2 separate regions of the Mus musculus genome follow, and region 1 is linked to region 2. The links are chromatin contacts, called in public HiChIP or PLAC-seq maps. All regions are on one chromosome and are shown on one strand. Each heading gives the region's core, a stretch centred on a gene start, on an enhancer-like site or on the middle of the called end of the contact. The rest is flanking DNA. Distances are from core to core; before and after follow the strand shown. Region 1 overlaps Snrnp40 (small nuclear ribonucleoprotein 40 (U5)). Region 2 has its middle 23 kb from the start of 1700108I11Rik.

Region 1 (5,716 bases), core at 799-3,298, 500 kb before region 2:
AAGGAAGTACAGGACAGACACAATGGCTGATAGACGTTAGGATGGGACATGGCACAATGTAAACTTTTTGGGGGTGGAAACTGTCCTACACTCTGGTTATCTGTAGTTTATTTATTTTTATTTTATATCCAATAGTTTTACCTACACGCATGTCTGTGTGAGGGAGTCGGATCCCCTGGAATGGGAGTTATAGACAGTCGAGAGCTACCATGTGGGTGCTGAGAAGTCAACCTGGGTCCTCTGGAAGGACAGCCAGTGCTGGTCACTGAGCCATCTCGGGTTACTTACCAGTTTTTTTGTTTTCTTTTGGAGATAAGGTCTTATTATGTTGTCCAGGCTGCTCTCAAGCTTGTGATCCTCTTGCCCTAGCCTCCCTAGGCTAGCACTATAGACTACAGATGTGAGCCACTATCTACATAAGCATTAACATCTCTTAAACCGTGTGTATAGCACTCTGCCTGCATGTACACCTGCAGGCCAGAAGAGGGCATCAGATCTGGTTATGAGCCACCATGTGGTTGCTGGGAATTGAACTCAGGACCTCTGGAAGAGCAGCCAGTGTTCTTAACCACTGAGCAATCTCTCCAGCCCAAGCACTAACATAAAATAAGTACATACCAAATTAGCATTGCATGTATTTACTCATGTATTTGAAGAGTGTGCCCCACTCATGGAGGCGAGAGGACAGCTTGCAGAAGTCAGCTCTCTCCTTTCACCACACGGCCACTAGGGACTAAACTTATATCCCTTGCCTCTGGGATGGTAACAGGTCAAGTCTTAGCTACTTTCCGGTTGCTTGGTAAAACTAACAGGACAAAAGGCATTTTCAGAAGGGTTAATCTGGCTCCTGATCTGAGGGTACTCGCAGTGAGGGAGTGAGGGACATGAGACAACTGGTTGCAATGTGTCTGCAGTCAGAAAGCAGAGAGCAAGGATGCTGGTGCTCAGCTTGCTAGCCTCTTTACCTGCAGGCCGAGACTCAGGGAATGGTACCCTACATTACAGCGACCAATCCTTCAATCCCTCACAGGCATGCCCAGAAATTAGTCTCCCAGGGGAGTCTAGACCCACCTGTCAAGGACACAATACTAACCATCACAGGCGACCTTTCAAAGAACTGCAGCTATAGATCCACAGTAGCAGAGGTCCCACTATTAGAAACAACCAGGGGACAAGGAACTGAAGAATGAAAGGGAAGGAAGAAATCAAATAGTACCGAAAACTTTTCAAAGTGCTTTTTATAAATTTGGGTATGACTGTGGATCCAAACTCTGGGTTCTGTCTGTCTGTCTACTCTTCACATACTAGAGATAACGTTATCATCACCATCTCTACCACCAACTTCCTTCATGATGTATTGTTGTGAAGGTGTAATCCAGAGTGACAGCAACACGATGATGATCTGATCTTGTGTCTATCTCAACTGCTTGGATTGCTGGCAGGCCTCACCCCCCCAGTTGTATTTGAAGCTGGAGATAAAGTTCAGGGCTTTGTGCATGCCATGGAAGCACTCTACCCTCTGAACTGCAGCTACAGCCATCTATTTCTTTTCTCAGCATTTCATCATGGCTGTCTCTACTAAGAGGAGCAGGGAAGGACATCCTCAACTACATACAAAGCTTGACTCAGACCTGAAGCCTGGGCTACATAAGATGCATGTGTGGGCGCGTGTGTAAAAGCAATGGAGAGAGGGGTTGGGGCAAGATAGTCTCTGAGCTCCTCACAGACTCAAAATAGGCAGATGCAGAGGCAGACAGCAAGTACAGCCCCAGAACTGCCTGTAAACTGGCACTTGCCATGTCTAGGGCTGAACCTCCCAACACCATGGGGAGACACTGAGTCTTTGCCACCTTAGCTGCTCACTCCAGGAAACTGGGGCTTAAAGGAGCTGAAGACCAGGTGGCAATCACAACACTAGAAAATGGTGGGACTGGGTCTAGAATCCAAGACAAGTCCTTGTAAGCCCAAGTGATACTGCACCGCCAAACGCTCATGGCCTTTCTCTGATGTCTTTTGTCTTTTCTTGGACAAGCTTAGGAAACTTCCTTTTCCTCAGTGTCAAAGAGAGCCACATGAAAGGATGAAGGTAGACAGTCACAGACTAATCCCTTTGTCATTAGACCAGAGAGCTCAAAACAATTTTCAATGTCTTTAGCAGGATGAGATGACTCAGCAGGTAAGGCACCTGCTACCACATCTGACAGTTTGAGGTCAATCCCTAGGACCCAGAGGGTAGAAGGGAACTGACTGCAAATTGTTCTCTGCCCTTTGCATACAAAATTAAGTATAATTTAAAATGAATAAACAATGTCTAGTCAGGGAATGAATCTTCTCTTCTCTTCTCAGACAGGGTCTCTCTATGTAACTCTGTCTGGGAACTCAATACATAGATCAGGCTGGCTTTGAACTCCTAGAGATCCATTTACCTCTGCCTCCTGAGTGCTGATGTTAAAGGAATGAGTGTTTACCAGGCCTGGCCTAAAACTTATCTTTTTCACAGTTTCCCTCTACCCAGGATTTCACACTTCATACTAATCACCTGACCCTTGGTAGCATTTTTTTTTTTTAAAGTATAGAATTGAGTTTATTCAGGGCATGAGGAGGGGAGTTGAGAGGGCAGTAGAGACAGAGAAAGGCAGAGAAAGAGAGAGCAGAGGAATAGAGGCCAGACATGAGCATGTGTGTGTGGGTGGGGGTGGGGGGTGGGGGATGGAGAAAGAGGGGGAGCGGGAGCAAGAGGACAGAGCAAGAGAAGTGCATTTATTTATTTATTATATGCAACCTTTACTTAGGATTAGAACAGCATAGAAAGAAAGTGAATTTCACTTTCTTCCTTTTAGTTGGCATTAAGTGCCAACCTCCTGCAATCTCAACATTTAAAAAAGACTAGCTTCTGATATATAGGTGAAAGATAAACAAATATACCTTGATGTCATTATCTATTCCACCAGAGATAATCTGATCGCTCGTGTCATTGAAGGTCACAGCCAACACCTGGTACGTGTTCTGAAATGTCTGGACAGCTGCTTTCTTCCGGATGTCCCAAAGCTGAAGCAGAAAGCAAGCACTGTAAGTAACACTGTTCTCAGGGCAGCCACAGCAGTCACAGCGCATCCTCCACTCAGCCTCAGATGAGCAGGAGACACTAGACTCTTGCTAATGCTCCGCAGTGCAGCTGCTCCTCACCTGAAACCAAAGTCCACCACGCTACCTCCTTCCCACCCAAGCTAGAGTAGCAAATTACTAAACAGCCGAGCTTGCCTCCAAGGCCACATGTCTGATAAACTTTCAAACAAACAGAACATGGGATGGAGATGGCTCAGTGATTAAGAACACTGGCTGCTCTTCCAGAGCACCCACGTATGATTCCCTGCACCCACTTAGCAGCCAATTCCAAAGGATCTGACTCCCTCTTCTGGTTTCCAAAGGCATCAGTCATGCAAGTGGTGCAGACAGACAGACATGCAGACAACAAACCTATACACATAAATATAAATATAAATAAATCTTAAACAAACAACACCAATATGTAAAACGTAAAGACAAACCATATATAAATAAGTGTCAGGAACAAATAAGACCTAGATGATGCCCAAACTGTACCTCCTGGTTGTTCAAGAAAGAGGACCATGTGTGTTCAGCTAAGTTTCTAAACCGTTCTCTGCACTCCATCAGCAACGCCAGATGATGCGGACTTAGCAAGGTTGTAACTACACTGTTTTGATCCCTCAGCATCCCCAGTGCTTTCATTATGAAACAAGAGTAGCCCATGAAGTGAGATCACAGTTTCTCACACAATGGAAGGCTGCTGGAACAAGTCATTTTAGTAATATTTTCAGACTCTCTGTCTTTCTAAGGAGACAGTTTGCTACATAGGGTCCCAAACTCCTGGCCTCAAGGATTCCTATTGTCTCAGCCCCCCAAGTAGCTGGTATCAAAGACACATGCCACAGCTGAGCTCAGACCTCTTGTTAAAGTGTGAATAAACAATGTGTACCTGAAAGGCTGAAGGAAGCCAACTGCTTAAGCTCAAGAGTTTGAGGCTCTCTAGGCCACACAGCAGCCTGTTCAAATACCTGAATTAAAAAGAAAAAACCCAACAAACCAAAGCAAAAAACCATCCCCTTCAAAAACCTCCCAAAGCTTGAAAAAAGAATGCAAGTGCATATGTGCTTGTGTGTGTGTCTGAATGCACATGTGTGTAAGGATGCACGCCCTCTACTGGTCTTCACCTTAATTTTGAGACACATGTACACATATAAGACTCACACAATACAAACAGCAAATCAACAGATGGGACACATTGTTTATTTACACTTTAACAAAAGACTCCGGGGCCAGCTGTGGCACATGTACCATGGTGTTTTAGTACCGGTAAATGCGGATTAAACAAGATATGGACATGGACCAGCAAGACCAGAGAGTAAGTATCCTAGGTCAGAACACCAGGGCCAGAGCGAGACCAACCCCCAAGGGCTGTAAGCTAACTAACGCTGCTTGTCAGCAAGCCTGAGGACCTGCGCCTGATCCCTGCGGCCCACACAGTGGGCTAGAACTGACTCCTCCAAGCTGTTCTCTGGCCTCCACACGCACAGCATGGTGTGCATGCCCTACCTCCCCCAGTACACACACAGGTGAAAAATTTAAAAAGGCTAGATTGAAAAAGTGTTTGCTAGATACACGAGCACCTGGGTTCAGATCGACCCCAAGACCCACGAGTAAGCTGACCGGGCAGTGCCCAGCGCTGGGGAGATGGTGCAGGATCACAAGGCTTGCAGTTGGCTACAGTTGCTCAACGATGAGCTCCCGGTCAGCGAGAGACCGTCTCACAGAGTAGGTGAAAAAGAGGAAAACCCTGAAAGCTGACCTGTGGCTTTCACCTGTGTGAGTGTAGCACAGGCATGCACCCCACACATCCTGAGGCGGTGGAGGCAGGAAGAGAAGTTATTACAGTGCAAGGTGGGGTCTGGGGTCGGGGTGGCCTACCTGAGGCCCTGCCTCAAAACAAAAGAACCGCCGCAGTCAGGGTTTCTGTTGCTGTGATAAAGTTCGAGTCAGTTTACGTTTCCTGGTAGTAGTTCTTCAGTAAGGAAAGCAGGGCAGGATCCCAAGCAGCTCGGGAACATGGAGGCAAGGCCTCGTCATCAATCAAGGAGCTACCCCACAGGCTGCCTGCAGGCACACTTCTCAAGGACATCTGCTCAACCAAGTCCCCCTTTCCAAATGACTCTAGCTGTGTCAAGCTGACAGAAAACTAGGCAGCACAAAAGCCCAACCCACAGCAAAAGAACATGAAGAGCTCAACACGATAGTTTAAAAAAGAAATGCAAATAAAAACAGTTACTCTGGCATGGTAGTACACTGCAGAGGCTGGCAGGACCCTGTGTTGAGGCCAGCCTGGTCTACATAGTGAGTTCCAGGACAGCTGGGGCTACATAGAGAACATGCTTTAAAAAAAAAAAAAAAATCAAAACAAACAAAACCCAAAAGCAACAAATAAAACCTAACAAAAAAGATACTATGATCATGATTTTATTTTTATTTTAGTTTTTTGGGGACAGGGTTTCACTATGTAGCTTTGGCTAACCTGGAACTCATCCCATAACCCAGGCTAGCATGCCCAGCAGGACAGCTACTTTAATAAAAACAGACTGGGCTGGGTAGTGGCGGTGGGTGTCTTTAATCCCAGCACTCCAGGGTTGAGGGGTAGAGGCAG
Region 2 (5,546 bases), core at 784-3,283:
GCGGGCTGAGCAATTGCCTGTCACGGGTGGAGGACCAGCTTCAGTTCCCAGTACTGGGTAGGTGGGGGAAGGCAGGGAGGCCGAGATGTCTCAGCTAGTGAGGGTGGGCACCCAGCTCTTGGGCCCATGTGGTGGAAAGAGACTTCCCACTCCTTCAAATTATCCTGACTTCTACATCTGCACCACGGCAGGAATTTCCTCCCCATACAGAAATAAACAAATAAATATAAAACATCTTTTAAAAATTGGTTCCACTTTTACCACCTGACATGGGTTCTGGTGGGGAGAAACATTCAAAACGGTAACAAATGCTAAAAAGCAGCAGCCCACTGAAAATAGGCTTTTAAGGCTATACTTTTAGTAATGGGAGGTCACTTTATAATGTTTAAAGGCTCGATTTTCTAGGAAGATACAACAATCTAAATGTGCGTGTACCTAATAACATGCTTTCCAGAAGGTGTAGTCAAAAGAGGAACAATGACAAAGAGTAGCAGACAAACCGCCATCATGGCAGGAGACTGCAACCCAACACTCAGGTAATTGCTGGAACTAACACAAAGAAGCAGTCACAGAAGAGGTCAGGTTCCCGGGCCTGATCCAGAAGGCACCTACAGTGCATTCCTGCAACCTCCATGTTCCCTGCCAGCACTCACGGAAACCCAAAAACCAAATGTGTCGTGGGACCTTCAGTTTGAACAAATTTGAAAGCATTAAAATTACACAGACTGTTTTCAGACCGCAGTGCATTTATATTATAAATTAATAAAGAAACGGTAACTGCAAAAATCTCCATTATTTGGAAACGACGATATTTCTAAATAATTCATGTTAGTCATTGACTACAGAGAAAATTATAACGATGTCTTCCGAGGGTTAAAAAAATGAGTAAAGTTTTAAAAAGTAAAAAAAAAAAAAAAGCAGGCATGCTAGCAGATAGCTGGAGGCTGGCTAATGAAGCTACAGTGTTTAGGGCAGTTTTTCATTCTGGGGGCGAAAATGAGACATTGATTAATTTTTAAGATTTCATAAGTCAGGTAGCATGCTGAATTACCAGGGTACAGGAAGAATAAAACCAGAGAGGACAGCTTTCAAATCAGGAAATAAGAACAAGATGAAAAACCAAATCTCAGAAGAAACAGGCAAAAAAAATGTAAATTAGGAGGTAAGAGGTTTGAATATATGCAAACTTCTACACGGATATTTAAAACGTGGCTTCCAGCCATATCTGGGGCTGGGCATGGGAAGATTTAGTTCCTCTGTGGTACCGAGGACACGAGGGCAATGTCCACAGCCCCACCAGCATCCCTCAGACCTCATTACCTCTGTCTCTGCTCTCTGATCCTTATCAGAAGACACAAGAGGTCTCTCTGCCCTGTTAGGGACCAAAGGGCGAATACAGTCTTCCCTCCACCCACTGGTGAATTAGCACAGATGGCCCTGTGACATTCTCATAACCACCTCCCTGGCAAGAATGGATACATTCTAAAGAGACACTTGTGCCCCCCCCGCCCCCTTTGGCTATCAGACTATTTAGAGAATGGACCCCAAGAAATTAGTTTCTCCAGGAGTTTCCTGCTGGAAGAGGAACCGGGAGACACCCTGGGAGACTTGGAGCTGAGAGAGTGGCGATCGGGAGACCATATTTGCCAAATTGCTCAATTATGTATGTCTCTTGCTTTCTGTTTAAGCCCTATCCTCAGGTCAGGACCCTGAAGATAGACTTGGAGTTGGGGGAGGGAGTCACTGGATCTTTTTGTTCCTCTTCCGGGTTTGCTCACATTGAATAAATTTCTCTCCGCTTTTCACTGTTAACTTGGCTCCTTTTTATTTCCTCCTTAAGGAAGTGCGGCCGAATCTGGCTTGTTTGGGCACAGGTTATGACCGATTCCCGGGTGTCCCAGGGATCTCAGCTTGGGGCACACCCTTCCCTGTACCATCCCCCCCACTCGCTGGCATTTCCTGCTCTCCGCTGAGACCTGCATGTTAATGTTAGACAGCGTCTCCAGGAGCAAACGCGTGGCTCCTCTGTCAGTTTCCAGGGCCTGTGTTAGCTGCTTCTGCTCCAGTGCGCATGCACTCACAGAGGCACTCGCCTGGGTCAACCAATCTTCTGTTAAGGGATGCAAGCTGGAGCACGAGGTGTGCTTGCTTGTCTTGGGGCTAAGAGGTGGGGAGACCAGCCCGCGACTAAGCATCTTGAAGACCCTGGAGACCCTGCCTGCTGCCTGGCAGCGACCACCCACATCAAAGGCTGCAGTGGCCAGGGAAAGAACTGGTATCTTTGTTTTAAAAATCTGCAAATTTTGCTTCTTTTTTTTTTAAAGAGTTGTTTATTTTTACTTTCCGTGTGTTTTGCCGGAGTGTATGTATATGCTCCCTGTGTATTCCTGATGCTCGTGGAGGCCAGAAGAGGTGGTTGTATTCTTTGGAATTGAAGTTACAGACAATTGTAAGCAGCCATATGCACCGGGAGCCAAGCCCAGGTCACTTCCAGTCCTCTCTACAGTCCCCAAGGTTGATGTAGTCCAGGCTGGCCTTTAAACTCCTGAATGCTGGGCTGTGCACATACAGCATCATGTTTTCTACAGTGCTGGGGAGAAGCCTAGGTTTCATTCAGGCCAGGAAAGCACCCATCAGGACAGGAACGCCCCCAGCAAATTCATGAATGTTCTTAAAGGAAAATGGGCCAAGACTCTTCTTCATTATTATTTGATTAATTGAGAATATCATACGTGGATACAGTGTATTGGGACCATATCGGCCCTTCACTGCCCTCTTCAGCTTCTCTCATCCTCCCATCCCCCTCACAACTTCAAACCTTCCTTCTCTTTTTTTTATTTTTAAAAACCAATTTATTTTGATGCGGATGAATAAGTTGCTTGCAGGTATGTATGTCCACCACCTGCATCCCTAGTGCCTGAGGAGACCAGAACTGGGGACAGAATCCCCTGGAACAGGAATTACAAGATGGTTGTGACCTGCCATTTAGGGGCTGCTAATGGAACCCAGCCAACCAGAGCTCTCAAACTACTTAGCCATCTCCAACCTCCTCCCCAACTCCTGCTTCCCCTCCCTTTCCCCTCCTCTTCCTTCTTTCTTTCTCTCTTCCTTTCTTTTTCTTTGGACAGAGTTTCTCTGTATAACCCTGGCTGTCCTGGAACTCACTCTGTAGCCCAGGCTGGCCTTGAACTCATAGAGCAACTCCTGACTCTGCCTCCCAAGTGCTGGGGTTACAAGTATGGGTGTGCAGCGTCCCTGTCAAGTCCAGGGGACAATAACTTGAGGCACTTTTCCTGCTCCTTTGGCTGTTCTGCGCCATCTTCAGTGATGTCCTCGGAGCCTCAGGGCAAGGGGTTGTGATACAGAGAGCGCTTTAGGGACAAGCACTCAACAATTTCTCAGTCTCTGTATTTTGACTGGTTGTTGATCTCTATTAATCTCCATCGACTGGTGCAGGGTGGGGGTGGGGGGGACAGGCAGAGCTTCTCTGAAGGGACTCAGGAATTATTCTAGAGAGCAGGCGGCCTAGGAGGTTTTTAGTCCACTTTGATTTCATAAGAACTAGATGGGGGTTGGGCGTGGTGGTATAAGCCTTGAATCTCAGCATGCGGGGGGGGGGTGAGGGGGGGCGAGGCAAGAGAATTGTCATGAGTTCAAGGTCTCTCTGAACTACCTATTAAATTTGAGGCCAGCCATAGCAAAAAAAAAAAAAAAACAGGGCCATTATTACTATGTCCACCATAGCTTGTTTATAACAACAAAACCTGGAACTATTTGGAGTCTACGGACGGAGACGCGGTTAAATAAGGATGTTACACCCACATGCTCAGCGGGAAGTCGGGCAGCTGTTAAAATGATGATGCATGCTTGCGCCTGATGTAGGAGCTGCTCACATAGTTATTATTTTGTAGGGAAAGTAGGTTACATATCACTATTTTATACTACAACCTGATTTTACGCCTGAATGCAAGATGGTATAAATGCCCACGGACGAGTGTAATTATATGCAAAGTATTTGGGAAAGTGTTTGGAATGAGACGGGTGGAACATTACCAGGACTTACTGCTACAGGACGAGTGCGTGCCTAGGCTTTACCGTATGCTTAACTGTATTTTAATTTTTTAAAATAATGACCGTGAAATAAAAAGGAGTAATAAAAAAAAAAAAGCATGAAATCCATGGTTGGGGAGAGGAGGAGCTACAGACGCGGCTAGCGACATGGGCGACTCGGACAAAAAGTGAGTTGATTCCTTTTTCAGTGTAAATGAAGCTTTATCTGGCTTTTGTCATTGAGGTGAGATATAGAGAGTATATAAATGTGCTGCTTTAATGATTGGTGAGTGTGTAGTCCAGTGACGTTGAGTCTGTTCATTCGTCATGGGACCATCGCCACCCTCCAGCTCTAAACCTTTTCTTTTTCTCAAGCTGCAATTCTGCAAGTGCCCATGCCACGCCCATGCCCACACCCATGCCCACGCCTCCCTCCTCCTCAGCTCCTGGCAATTGCCGTTTTGATGTTCTGGGAGACCCAGATGCTCTGGGTGCCTTGTTTAAGTGGCACTTGCCTTTTCTTTAACAAACACAAAGTTTTAAGGCTTATTTTCACTTTACGTGTATGGTGTATGAGTGTTTTGCCTGCATGCATGTATGTGCACCATGCGTGCCTGTTGGATCCCCTGGAACTGGGGTGACAGATAGTTGTGAGCCACTGTGTAGGTGCTAGAAATTGAACCTGAGTCCTTTGCAAAAGCAACATGTGCTGTCAACCACTGAGCCATCTCTGCAGCCCTGGGCACTGGCCTTTTCACCTGGCTTGGTTCCCTGAGGAGAATCTAATGTCTTCAAGGGTCATCCAAGTCACAAAAAGAATTGTCTTCTTTTTTAAATAATGTTTTCATGTGTGTTTGTGTGTGTGTGTCTCCCTCTGTGTGTATGTGTGTGTGTGTCTGTCTATGTATATGTGTGTGTCTCTTCCTTTGTGTGTGTGTGTGTGTGTATGTGTGTGTGTCTGTCTATGTATATACGTGTGTGTCTCTTCCTCTCTGTGTATATGTGTGTCTCTCTGTGTGTGTATGTGTGTGTGTGTCTCCCTCTCTGTGTCTGTGTGTGTGTGTGTGTGTGTATCTATGTATTTGGGATGCTGGGCTACCAGAAGGTGCATATGAAATTCAGAGAACCTGTGGGAGTCACTTCTCTCCTTCCACTCTGTAGGTTCCAAGGACAGAGCTCAGGTAGTCAGGCTTGACAATAAATACTTTATCTACAGAGTCATCTCCCTGGCCCTTTTTTTCCTTTTTAAAGGCAAACTAATATTCCATTATATTAGAAGAAAGGAGAGAGGGAGAGAGAGAGAGAGAGAGAGAGAGAGACTGATTGATTTTGCATCCTCATCCACTCATGAACACTGGGATTGTTTCCAGCTCTTTGGCTCCTGTGAACAGCGTTGCTATGAACACTGATGCTTTATCCAGCTTTAATTAAAGGTCACTGTCATAGTGTGAATCTAAAATGTCCCCCACAGACTCATCTTGTGCGCTTATCCTCCA

What was found. HiChIP or PLAC-seq counts read pairs in DNA pulled down with a chosen protein or histone mark.
Region 1: a contact with region 2 is called in an H3K27ac HiChIP or PLAC-seq map of T-cell acute lymphoblastic leukemia, with 8 times the contacts expected there. The contact joins two enhancer-like sites. A contact is called at or near these places in 1 of 115 datasets of contacts at active chromatin or transcription factors (T-cell acute lymphoblastic leukemia) and 1 of 9 other capture datasets (pancreatic islet).

The regions. Positions count from the first base shown.
Region 1 is chr4:130,375,378-130,381,093 of GRCm38.p6, reverse strand. It overlaps Snrnp40 (small nuclear ribonucleoprotein 40 (U5)), which reads right to left. Exons shown (of 10, transcript NM_025645.2): 5 at 2,926-3,048. Among named protein-coding and RNA genes, the nearest start is that of Snrnp40, 18 kb to the right of the region's middle. Within about 2 kb of position 2,048, at least 9 of the 459 cell types and tissues checked have an H3K27ac peak or open chromatin away from gene starts, as enhancers often do. A contact at or near this core is called in T-cell acute lymphoblastic leukemia, where this site is marked.
Region 2 is chr4:129,873,873-129,879,418 of GRCm38.p6, reverse strand. No RefSeq gene overlaps it. Among named protein-coding and RNA genes, the nearest start is that of 1700108I11Rik, 23 kb to the right of the region's middle. Within about 2 kb of position 2,033, at least 309 of the 459 cell types and tissues checked have an H3K27ac peak or open chromatin away from gene starts, as enhancers often do. A contact at or near this core is called in T-cell acute lymphoblastic leukemia, where this site is marked.